Regions from separate parts of the Mus musculus genome. Here region 1 is linked to region 2. Evidence: chromatin contacts called from public HiChIP or PLAC-seq data. All regions are on one chromosome and are shown on one strand. The core of a region is the stretch at or near the end of the contact, and the rest is flanking DNA. Distances in the headings are between cores, read along the strand shown.

What was found. HiChIP or PLAC-seq counts read pairs in DNA pulled down with a chosen protein or histone mark.
Region 1: a contact with region 2 is called in an H3K27ac HiChIP or PLAC-seq map of neural progenitor cells, with 3 times the contacts expected there. The contact joins two enhancer-like sites. A contact is called at or near these places in 4 of 484 Hi-C or Micro-C datasets (bone marrow-derived dendritic cells, cerebral cortex, cumulus cells and 1 more), 3 of 115 datasets of contacts at active chromatin or transcription factors (embryonic stem cells and neural progenitor cells) and 1 of 9 other capture datasets (embryonic stem cells).

The regions. Positions count from the first base shown.
Region 1 is chr13:51,614,741-51,619,357 of GRCm38.p6, forward strand. No RefSeq gene overlaps it. Among named protein-coding and RNA genes, the nearest start is that of Gm52049, 22 kb to the right of the region's middle. Within about 2 kb of position 1,266, at least 60 of the 459 cell types and tissues checked have an H3K27ac peak or open chromatin away from gene starts, as enhancers often do. A contact at or near this core is called in cerebral cortex and neural progenitor cells, where this site is marked.
Region 2 is chr13:51,525,257-51,529,976 of GRCm38.p6, forward strand. All of the region lies in intron 1 of Shc3 (src homology 2 domain-containing transforming protein C3), which reads right to left. Among named protein-coding and RNA genes, the nearest start is that of Shc3, 42 kb to the right of the region's middle. Within about 2 kb of position 1,370, at least 51 of the 459 cell types and tissues checked have an H3K27ac peak or open chromatin away from gene starts, as enhancers often do. A contact at or near this core is called in cerebral cortex and neural progenitor cells, where this site is marked.

The DNA of each region.
Region 1 (4,617 bases), core at 16-2,515, 89 kb after region 2:
CTGTACTGTTACGGTGAGTGCATCTGCCTGTATTCTTGTTTGCTCCACACATTGGCCATGGTCAAATGACCACTGTGCCTTATGGCAGATTTTTACTTAAAGCCTACTTTGCATAAGTATAGCCATTCCTGCTTCTGCTTGCAGGAAAGTCTTCCCCATCCAGCTTCTATGTCCTCAGAGCTGATGTGTGTGTGTGTGTGTGTGTGTGTGTGTGTGTATGTGTGTGTCATTGATTTCACAGTATTCCACTCTTCCCCTTATAGGACTTCTGCAGAGAAATCTGCTGATAGCCTTGTGAGGGTCCTGATGCAGGTGGCAGGAATCTTTTCTCTTGGTAATTTCTAAATTCTGTCTGACTTTTAATAAATTGACCACTATATATCTTAGTGTAATCTTATTTTAAAAGCTTTGAATTCACGAGCTTTGGTGTCCACATCTTTCTCAATAGTTGGGGATTTATCATTTGGAAGCTATTATTTCTTCAAGCAAGTTTTCTTCTGATCGATCTTTCTCTTTTCCTTGTGGAACTCCCAGAATGTCCATGCCGGCCCACACTGGGAAGTCTCAGAAATCTATAAGCTCCCTTCACTTGTTTTTATTCTGAATTTTCTTTTCTCTGACTAAAGGGAAAACTTCAAGTGGCCCTTTTCAAGATTACAGAATCGTTTTCCTGCTTAGTCAAGCCTGCTGTTGTACCTCTATCATGCTTCTAAGCTTACTCCATGCATTCCTCAGTTCCAAAACTTCTAGGATTTTTGGTTTTCTTTTTTGTTTTTAGGTTTCCACCTCTGCAGAACTTCTCATTCCATCCATGGAGAGTGGTCTCACAATGACCTCTGTGTGTTCCCTTACAGCTCACTGACATTTCTGATTTTCCGTGTTCTTGAAGCCTTGTGTTGCTACCGACACATCTGGAAAAGCAGGCGTGTCCAGTCATTACTGAATGGCTTTGAAAGAGACAGGCATCCACTACTCACCCGAGCTAGGGATTCTGGGAGTCCCTCTGGTCTTTTCTGTGACTTTATCCCTTTGGCTCACAGTTGGGAAATGCCTTGGAAATATAAACCTCATCTGAATCTCGTAAAGCTAAGCCAAGCTCTGAGTTGTTCCCTTTCCCTGGGACGGTGCCCTGAGTGTTCAAGGTTAGTAGCCTGCTCCCAGCTCGGCAAAGTCCAGCTGGTCGCCTGCATGTGCTTGGGGCAACAAACAAAGGCTTATGCACACTGTGTTGGACAACTCTTCGCTCACTTCCGTGATGCAATGACTAACAAAAGCAATGGAAGGAGGAGTTTATTCTGCTCACCGGCTGGTCCATCATACTGTGGAGATCCTAGAGGGGGTGCAAGACAGCTGGTCGCAGGGCAGCCACAGTCAGGAAACAGATGAACGCCAGTGCCCTCCTCACTCTCTCTTTTTTAAGTCTAGAATCCTAGCCCACGAGATGATGTCACACTCACTTGGGGTGGGTCTTCTTACCTCAACTAGCCCAATCTAGATAAGACACACCCAGAGGCTAACTTAACAAAGTCCCTCATAAGCACGCCCAGGAGGTAATCTATGTGACCCTATATGCCACCAAGTTGACTATCAGCGTTAGTTTATGGGAGACCACTAGCTATTGGGATGTATACAGAATTCCCCGAGACCCATCTAGACTTCTAGCAGGAGCAACTGCAGTGGTGGAGGGATGTGACTGACCTCTCAGAGCTTCCAAGGTATCTGGATGACCAATCATTCTTTGTTGGATTCGAGACCCTGTCATTATGAACCCCGCCCCTTCTCCCCCACCCCACCCCCTTTCCTGCCTAGCCCCAGGCTATTTACTCAGGAAGAGGCAAAGGGTTTGAGTAGACCAAAACAGAACCACGCCTGTTGGGCTCCCACGTGACCAGGAAACCAGGCATTCGTTGTGTTCTTGTTTTCCCTCCTTAGAGAAGTCACCGCAGGAGGATGCTCTTGTCACTGAGTTCTGCAGATGGGGACCGGCCTATGAGACAGTGAACCTGCCTCATCTACTCTCCTTGACAGGCTTGTTCCTCCCAACCCTCACCCCCTTCCTCTAATGAGGTATTGAAGCCTCTCTGCTGAGCTCCCCGGGCCTCCCACAAAGGCATCCGTATGCATGGGCGGTTGCCAAACTCAGTGTGCCTGTGGGATGCTGAGGGCTGCAGTCTCCTGCTGTGCCTATGTTGGCAGTGTCTCTCCGTGTGTTGGTTTGTGAGTCACGAGATGAATGGCTACTTTTTATTGGTGTCTTAATATTCTTCTTTGGTTCTTATTGCTTTAAGAACATAATGCATACACACATGCATAATTTACAGGATCCAGTTGTTAAGACATCAGACAGGTAGATTTTTCTTAGTGGGGAGTGGAGGTCAGTGCCTGCAAGCCCAGCACTTTGGCCACTAAGGCAGGAGGATCATGAGTTCAAGACCAACCTGGGCCACACTAACAGTTACGAGCTAGGTTGGGTTAGAATGAGACTGCATCTCAAACACAATAAAGCAAAAACACCCACAAAAAAAAAAAAAAACAAAAACAAAAAAACAAAAAAAAAAACCAAAACAAAAAAACAATTCCCTTTCTGTTTACCCAGGAAACTAAAGACTTTATACTTATCCTAAAATAACACACACACACCACACCACACCACACACACACACACACACACACACACACACACACACACACACATCTAAGTGAACAGACATTCTGTTAGCTGAAGCTCTATGGATTACAGTCTTACTGAGCCACTGAAATTCTGGAACACATCCAATTATAATGTGCCAACAAGCCAAAACTATTGTAAACTTTGTTAGATATTGATATTAAATGTGCATAATTCAGTGTTTGAAGAGCCCTTTTTCCTAGGAAGAACACACAATTTCCTGGTATCTTAAATACATAGTATTGTGACAAACGTACCTTCTTATTTTTCTGTTTTTCTGCCTGTTGGCTATGGTTGAGTGGTTTGTTGGTTGGTTGGTTTGTTTTGGATCTTTGGGCTTTATGGTTTGGGGGAGTCTTTTGGGGTTGTTTTGTTTATTTTGCCACCTTAAAAGCTGTTAGACAAGCCAATATGCAGGATAACCTGCCATGTCTTCTGCTTCCTGTCCTGCAGAATCTGGTTATTTTCTGCCACCCTAGCGTCCTTTAGCCAGTGATACTGGAGCTGGCTCCGCCCCATAGGAATCTTGTGAGCCTATGGCTATACACTTGGTAGGCTGGAATCTGACGCAGAGAAGGAATACTAACACTGGGGGTTAGTCCATGTTTCAGAAGAAGGAGGGAAGGGAGAGGGGAGAGAGAAGGGGGGGAGAGGAAGGAGGAGGGAGGGAAAGCGGGGTCATCCTAGTTCTAAAAGTGGGCTGCTGGTAAACACTAGGAGCAATACGCCCCCTTGTGGCTGTTTTCAGGATTGCAGGAGATGCGTGGCTAAAGATCAATTATTTCATCCCAAACACTTTTTATATAAGGCTTTAGAATAGTGTTGATGTTTTTATTGTTAAATATCACCTGACTGCCTAGGTTTTATTCAAAGGATCCAAGGAACATGGTTTGAATAGCATTACCAAGGATTGTAAATATCCATTGGTATAAGCTTTTTCTTGCAAAATTTCGTTTTTTAAGACTAGATTTTCTATAGTTTGCTGTGGCCATGTCAAAGGAAACAGCCTGACCCGAGGTCATCTGTGTCCTTCATGTGCACAGTGGTACCACAGAGGAACAAAAGCCCCTCGGCTCTGCATATTAAGTCAAATGACCTGAAGTCTCCATTCCATTTCACACACATGATAGACAGTTTCTTATTGTGTCAGAACCCCCCCCCCCCCCCAGGCACCCCGGTCCTGGCAAGCTAGCTGCGTTCTTCCTTCCCTGAAGCTCCTTGCCGTATAGTTCCAGGTGACAGTTCAAAGACTACATTGCAGTAGAGCCTCTGCTTCCGCAGGAGGTTAACCTTGTCAGGTTGACAAGATCTAGAATCACTAAGGAAAAAAGCCTTGGGGCATATGGGGGCGGGGGGGGGGGGTTTCCAGACTGGGTTAACCGAGGTGGGAAGGCTCAGTATGGAACGTGGCAGCTGCTACCGGATAGGTTGAGCTAGCGCTCCCTCTCGCTCCCCCCCTCACCTTCTACCTCCCCTCCCCTCCCCTCCTCCTCCCTCCCCTCTTCCTCCCCCCTCCTCTCCTCTCCTCTCTCTCTCTCTCTCTCTCTCTCTCTCTCTCTCTCTCTCTCTCTCTCTCTCTCTCTCTCTCTCTCTCTCAGCCACTTCTAGCTCCTACCACTTCCCCACTATTCTCTTGTGAACCAAAACAAATCCTTCCTTCCTTAAGCTGCTTGGTTCAGGCATTTTGTTACAGCAGCAAGAAAAGTGAGCTATCTAACACACCATGCAGCTGTTCTAAACCAGTATCCCCCACCCACCTGACCATTATGTCAAGCAGAGTGAAGGGAAGCCAGCCTCTCTCATCCTGCAGGAAAGTTATCCAGTCCCGGCAGAGCAGGACCTCACACAGAGTTCCTGAGTTAAGAGCACAGGCAGGGTTTCTTTATTTAGCCCTGGCTGTCCTGGAACTCACTTTGTAGACCAGGCTGGCCTCGAACTCAGAAATCCAC
Region 2 (4,720 bases), core at 120-2,619:
TGTCTGTCACAGTGATCGTCTCTGAGTTTCAGTTTAATTGAGAACTGGAGAGATGTTGGCTCAATAGTTAAGAGCAAGTACTGCTTGTCCAGGGGACCTGAGTTTGCATGTCAGTTTGTCCAGAAGCTCACAGTTGCTTGTAACTCCAGTTCCAGGAGATGCAATGTCCTTGTCTTAGTCAGGGTTTCTATTCCTGCACAAACATCATGACCAAGAAGCAAGTTGGGGAGGAAAGGGTTTATTCAGCTTACATTTCCACATTGCTGTTCATCACTGAAAGAAATCAGGACTGGAACTCAAGCAGGTCAGGAAGCAGAAGCTGATGCAGAGGCCATGGAGGGATGCTGCTTACTGGCTTGCTTCCCCTGGCTTGCTCAGCTTGCTTTTTTATAGAACCCAGGACTACCAGCCCAGGGATGGCACCACCCACAATGGACCCTCCCATCTTGATCACTAACTGAGAAAATGCCTTACAGCTGGATCTCACAGAGGCATTTCCTCAAGGGAGGCTCCTTTCTCTGTGATAACTCCAGCTTGTGTCAAGTTGACACAAAATCAGCCAGTACAGTCTTCATCTCTGGCTTAAGGGCACCTTCACTCATGTCCACAAATCTACCCTCAGACAGACAGACAGACAGACAGACAGATACACACACACACACCAATGCATGCACCCAAACACATAATTTAAGATAAAAATAAAATCTTTTTTAAAAAATCAAACAAGGGCCTGGAGAGAGAGAGCTCTGTGTTTAGGCACACACACTGCTCTTGCAGAGGGCCTGAGTTCAGTGGCCAGCACCCAGGTCAAGTGGCTCACAAGTGGTAACTCCAGCTACAGGGCGGGGTATCTGACTCCCTCTTCCCGCTCTATGGGCAGCACACCCCCATTCCACAAACCCACACATAGTTCCAACCCCAATCTAACTGCTGAGAGCTTTTGCTGGGAAATAGATGGAATCCGGGGGGAAAAACAGCACCACTATTAAAAATAACAACTCAAGGGCACCGGATGAGATTGGCTTTCTGACTAAGACCTGCTAAAAAGCAAGAACACAAAGAGGTGGGCACAGCTCCTGCCACAGAAAGCAGGTTGACAAAATACACTGAGCTAGCTTGCTAGAAAGGAACAAAGTAATAAGGAGGGCGTGGAGGTAAAAATCAAATAGGGGCCATCGGGAAAGAGCTGTGATCTGCAGAGACTGGAAAAGAAAGCCTCAATTCATCCAGAGCAAGAGGAAAATAAAGAAGAAGGGCCACTCGGGAGAGACTGTTAACAGCCAAGACCTCGAGACACTCTCTTGTGAGAGTCCTGCTGTAGACCCCGAATCAGCAGCTCTGAGTCTGAGCTGACTGCACCAGCAAAAGAAGAGGCAGGAAGCCAAGCCAGTGCTGGGAAAGATGACTCACTGTGGCGCTGTCTGCAGACTCGGAGGACTCTTGCCTGGCCCGGGTAGGCACGTGCTGCCACAGAGGTCAACTGTCACTGTGAGCAGCTTCAGGGCAAGGTTACCACAGCAGGTCTGTCCTGCCACCTCAAGACCCCCAAGGATATGAATTACAGAAGCTCCTAAGGGGACTGAGAATTAGGGACAAAAGGACCAGGGTCTATGGACAAGAGGAAGGTTTTTGTATTCATGAGTTCCAGGAGACCTAGAAGTTCAAAGGTGCTTCCATGTTCAAAACTGATATCTCAAGGTTAAAACTGATTCCACTCTCCCTGTTGCTTGGAACTTCCAGAGGGCCAAGGCACGACAGTCTCTTCTGAATTACTATGACAACCCACTCCGTAAACCACAGTACGTCACTCAAATTATAATGTTCCCCCTCCTCAGACAGTGGGGTAGCTCTGCATGTCCAGCCCCAGCCTAATCCTACATTGTCCCTGAGGTGGTTTTGGCCAGTTGTTCATTGTGATAACAAAATACCTCAGGTGGGCTAACTTAAGAGAGAGACAAAGACAGAAGCACAAAGAGGAAATAAGAGACAGAGAAAGAGGGGTAAACAGAGGGAGGGAAGAAGAAAAATGGACAGACAGAGAGAGGCTAGAAATCCGAGCTGCATGGTGCAGCCGCTGGTGATTGATGGTCCTACCTGCCTATGTCACCTCATGGCACATGGTACTGCTGGGAGAACAGGTAGGAAAAAGAGCTCAATTTTGAGAACAGGAAGCCAGAGAGCCCGGGACTCCTCAGCCTGTTCTCAAAGCACACCCACTAAGGACCTCCCATTGGGGCCCACTTCCCTGCCTTTCTTCTTTTCATATATGTGTGTGGTATGCATATATACTTATATGTATGTTCACATGTATATGAGGACTTGTGTGGGCATGCACATGTATGTGTGTGCATAGAAGTATGGAGCTGGAAACTGATGTCCGGAATCTTCCTCTGTTTCACTCCACTTTATTCTTTTGAGACAAGGTCTTGAAATCGGACCCAGAGCTTGCCTATGAGAATGGTCTTACTAGCCAGCCTGCTTGGGGGGTGAAGACAGTAAGAAATCATCTGGCTCTACCTCCTATGGCTGGAATTACGAGTGAGCTGCCATGCTCACCCAGCGTTTATGCAGGTTCTGGGGATCTAGACTCAGGTCTTGTTTGTATGGTAAGTGCTCTAACCACTGAACCATCTCCTCAGACCTGAGGCTTCCTTGTAAAGGTCTCACCTCCTTTCGTTGCCACACTGAAAATGAATCTCCCAGTGTACAAACTTATGAGAAACACTCTTAAATCATCAGGCAAACACCCGGAGGTGTCAGCATGGTCTCTTGAGCCCTTGTGTTTGACCTTCAAGATGTGAACCACAAGATCTCAGGAATGACACTCTCTGGTCGCAAGTCATCTTATTTAAAGAAAGGTAAAGCATACCTCAGAATTATACAAACCTGAAGACTACATAACAAGTTAGAGTTAACAGCGTGTGTGCGAACATGCTCAGGAAAGGTCTTCAATGACAGGCGCCCACCTGGAACTGTACTCAACACTGAGAAGGGCTCCTAAGGCACAAGATTAAGAGAGACTGTGACTTCGTGGTGATCTCTCTCTTTCTCTCTCTCTCTCTCTCTCTCTCTGTTTGTGTATGTATGTATGTGTGTGTGTGTGTGTGTGTATGTATGTGTGTGTCTGTGTGTCTGTGTGTGTGTGTCTTCCCATACATTTTTGCACCCAAGTGTGTGCGTGCATGACACATACTGTCACAATAATGCATACAGAGTAAAGGCAATCAACTGATACCTAGCACTGGAGCTCTCAGACCTGAGCATGCCTCAGAATCCTTCAGAGGACTGGCTTCACAGTCCCTGGGCCTCACTCCCTAGACTGGACTCCTTGGCCAGGAGGAAGGAGGGCTGATGTTGACAATCTGGTCAGAGGCTACCCTGGAAGTTGTATGGGCTGAGGAAATGGTTCAGTGATCCAATCAGAACAGGGCTGGGAAAGAGAAACAGGCACCACCAGGAAAGCAGAAAATTAATACAAGAGTGAGTGCATTGGAGAGCACCAAGAAGACCCAAGGAGGAAGCCGCTGAGAATGTCTCCACTGAAAAGCCTTATCCTGGCTCCTCAGCCAACCATTTGTTCATGAAGACAGATGGGATTACAGTGACTCAGCAAAACCAAGGCCATCCCTAGAGGTGGGGCACAATTCCCAAAGTACAACTTAGCTACACAGCATGGAGGAAGGACCTGGACCATGGGGGGATTCTCCACAGCACACATGAGGGTAAGATTAGTCTACAAAACAGGAAGAAAAGGAACACTGCTCAATTAATTTTATGAGGCCACAGTTCCCTGGTACCAAAACCATATACAGACTGAACAAAGAAAGAGATTTCCAGACCAATTTTCCTTATGATCATAGATGCTAAAGTTCTTGCAAACTGTATCTAAAAACACATTTATAACATCATCCACCATAACCAGGTAGGCTTCAGCCTAGAGATGCTTACTATACAATAATCAATAAATATAATCCACCATATAAACAAACTGAAAGAAAAAAAATACAGGATCAAAATCCTGGAGATATTAGGGATACAAGGGACATACCTAAGCAAAATAAAGGCAGTTTACAGGAAGCCTATTGCCAATATTAATGGAGAGAAACTCAAAGCAATTCCACTACAATCGGAAACAAGATAAGGTTGTCCAATCTCTCCATTACTACTCAATTTAGAGGTCTTAGCTAGAACAATACAGGGTTGCTCACTCTCTCCACACCTACCCAATATAATACTAGAAGTCTTAGCTTAAGCAATAAGACAACTGAAAGAGATCAAAGGTATTCTGATAGGAAAGGAAGAAATCAAAGTATCATTACTTACAAATGACATGGCAGAAATCATAAATGACCCTACAAGTTTCCTGGTGGAATGCCTAGAGCTGACAAACACTTTCAGCAAAATAGCTGGATACAACAATAAATTCACAAAACTCAGTCGCCCTTCTATATACAAATGGCTAAAGGACTGAGAAAGACATAAGGGAAACAACGTCTTTCACACTAGCCTCAAATAACATAAAAAGTCTTGGAGTAAGTCTAACCAAGCAAGTGGAAGACTTATATGATAAAAACTGCAAGTCTTTGAAGAAAAAAAATTGAAGAAGATATCAGAAGATAGAAATACCTCCCATGCCCATGTATCAGTAGGATTAACATAATAAAACTAACCATCCTTCCAAAAGCAATCTACAGATTCAGTGCAATAACCATGAAAATTC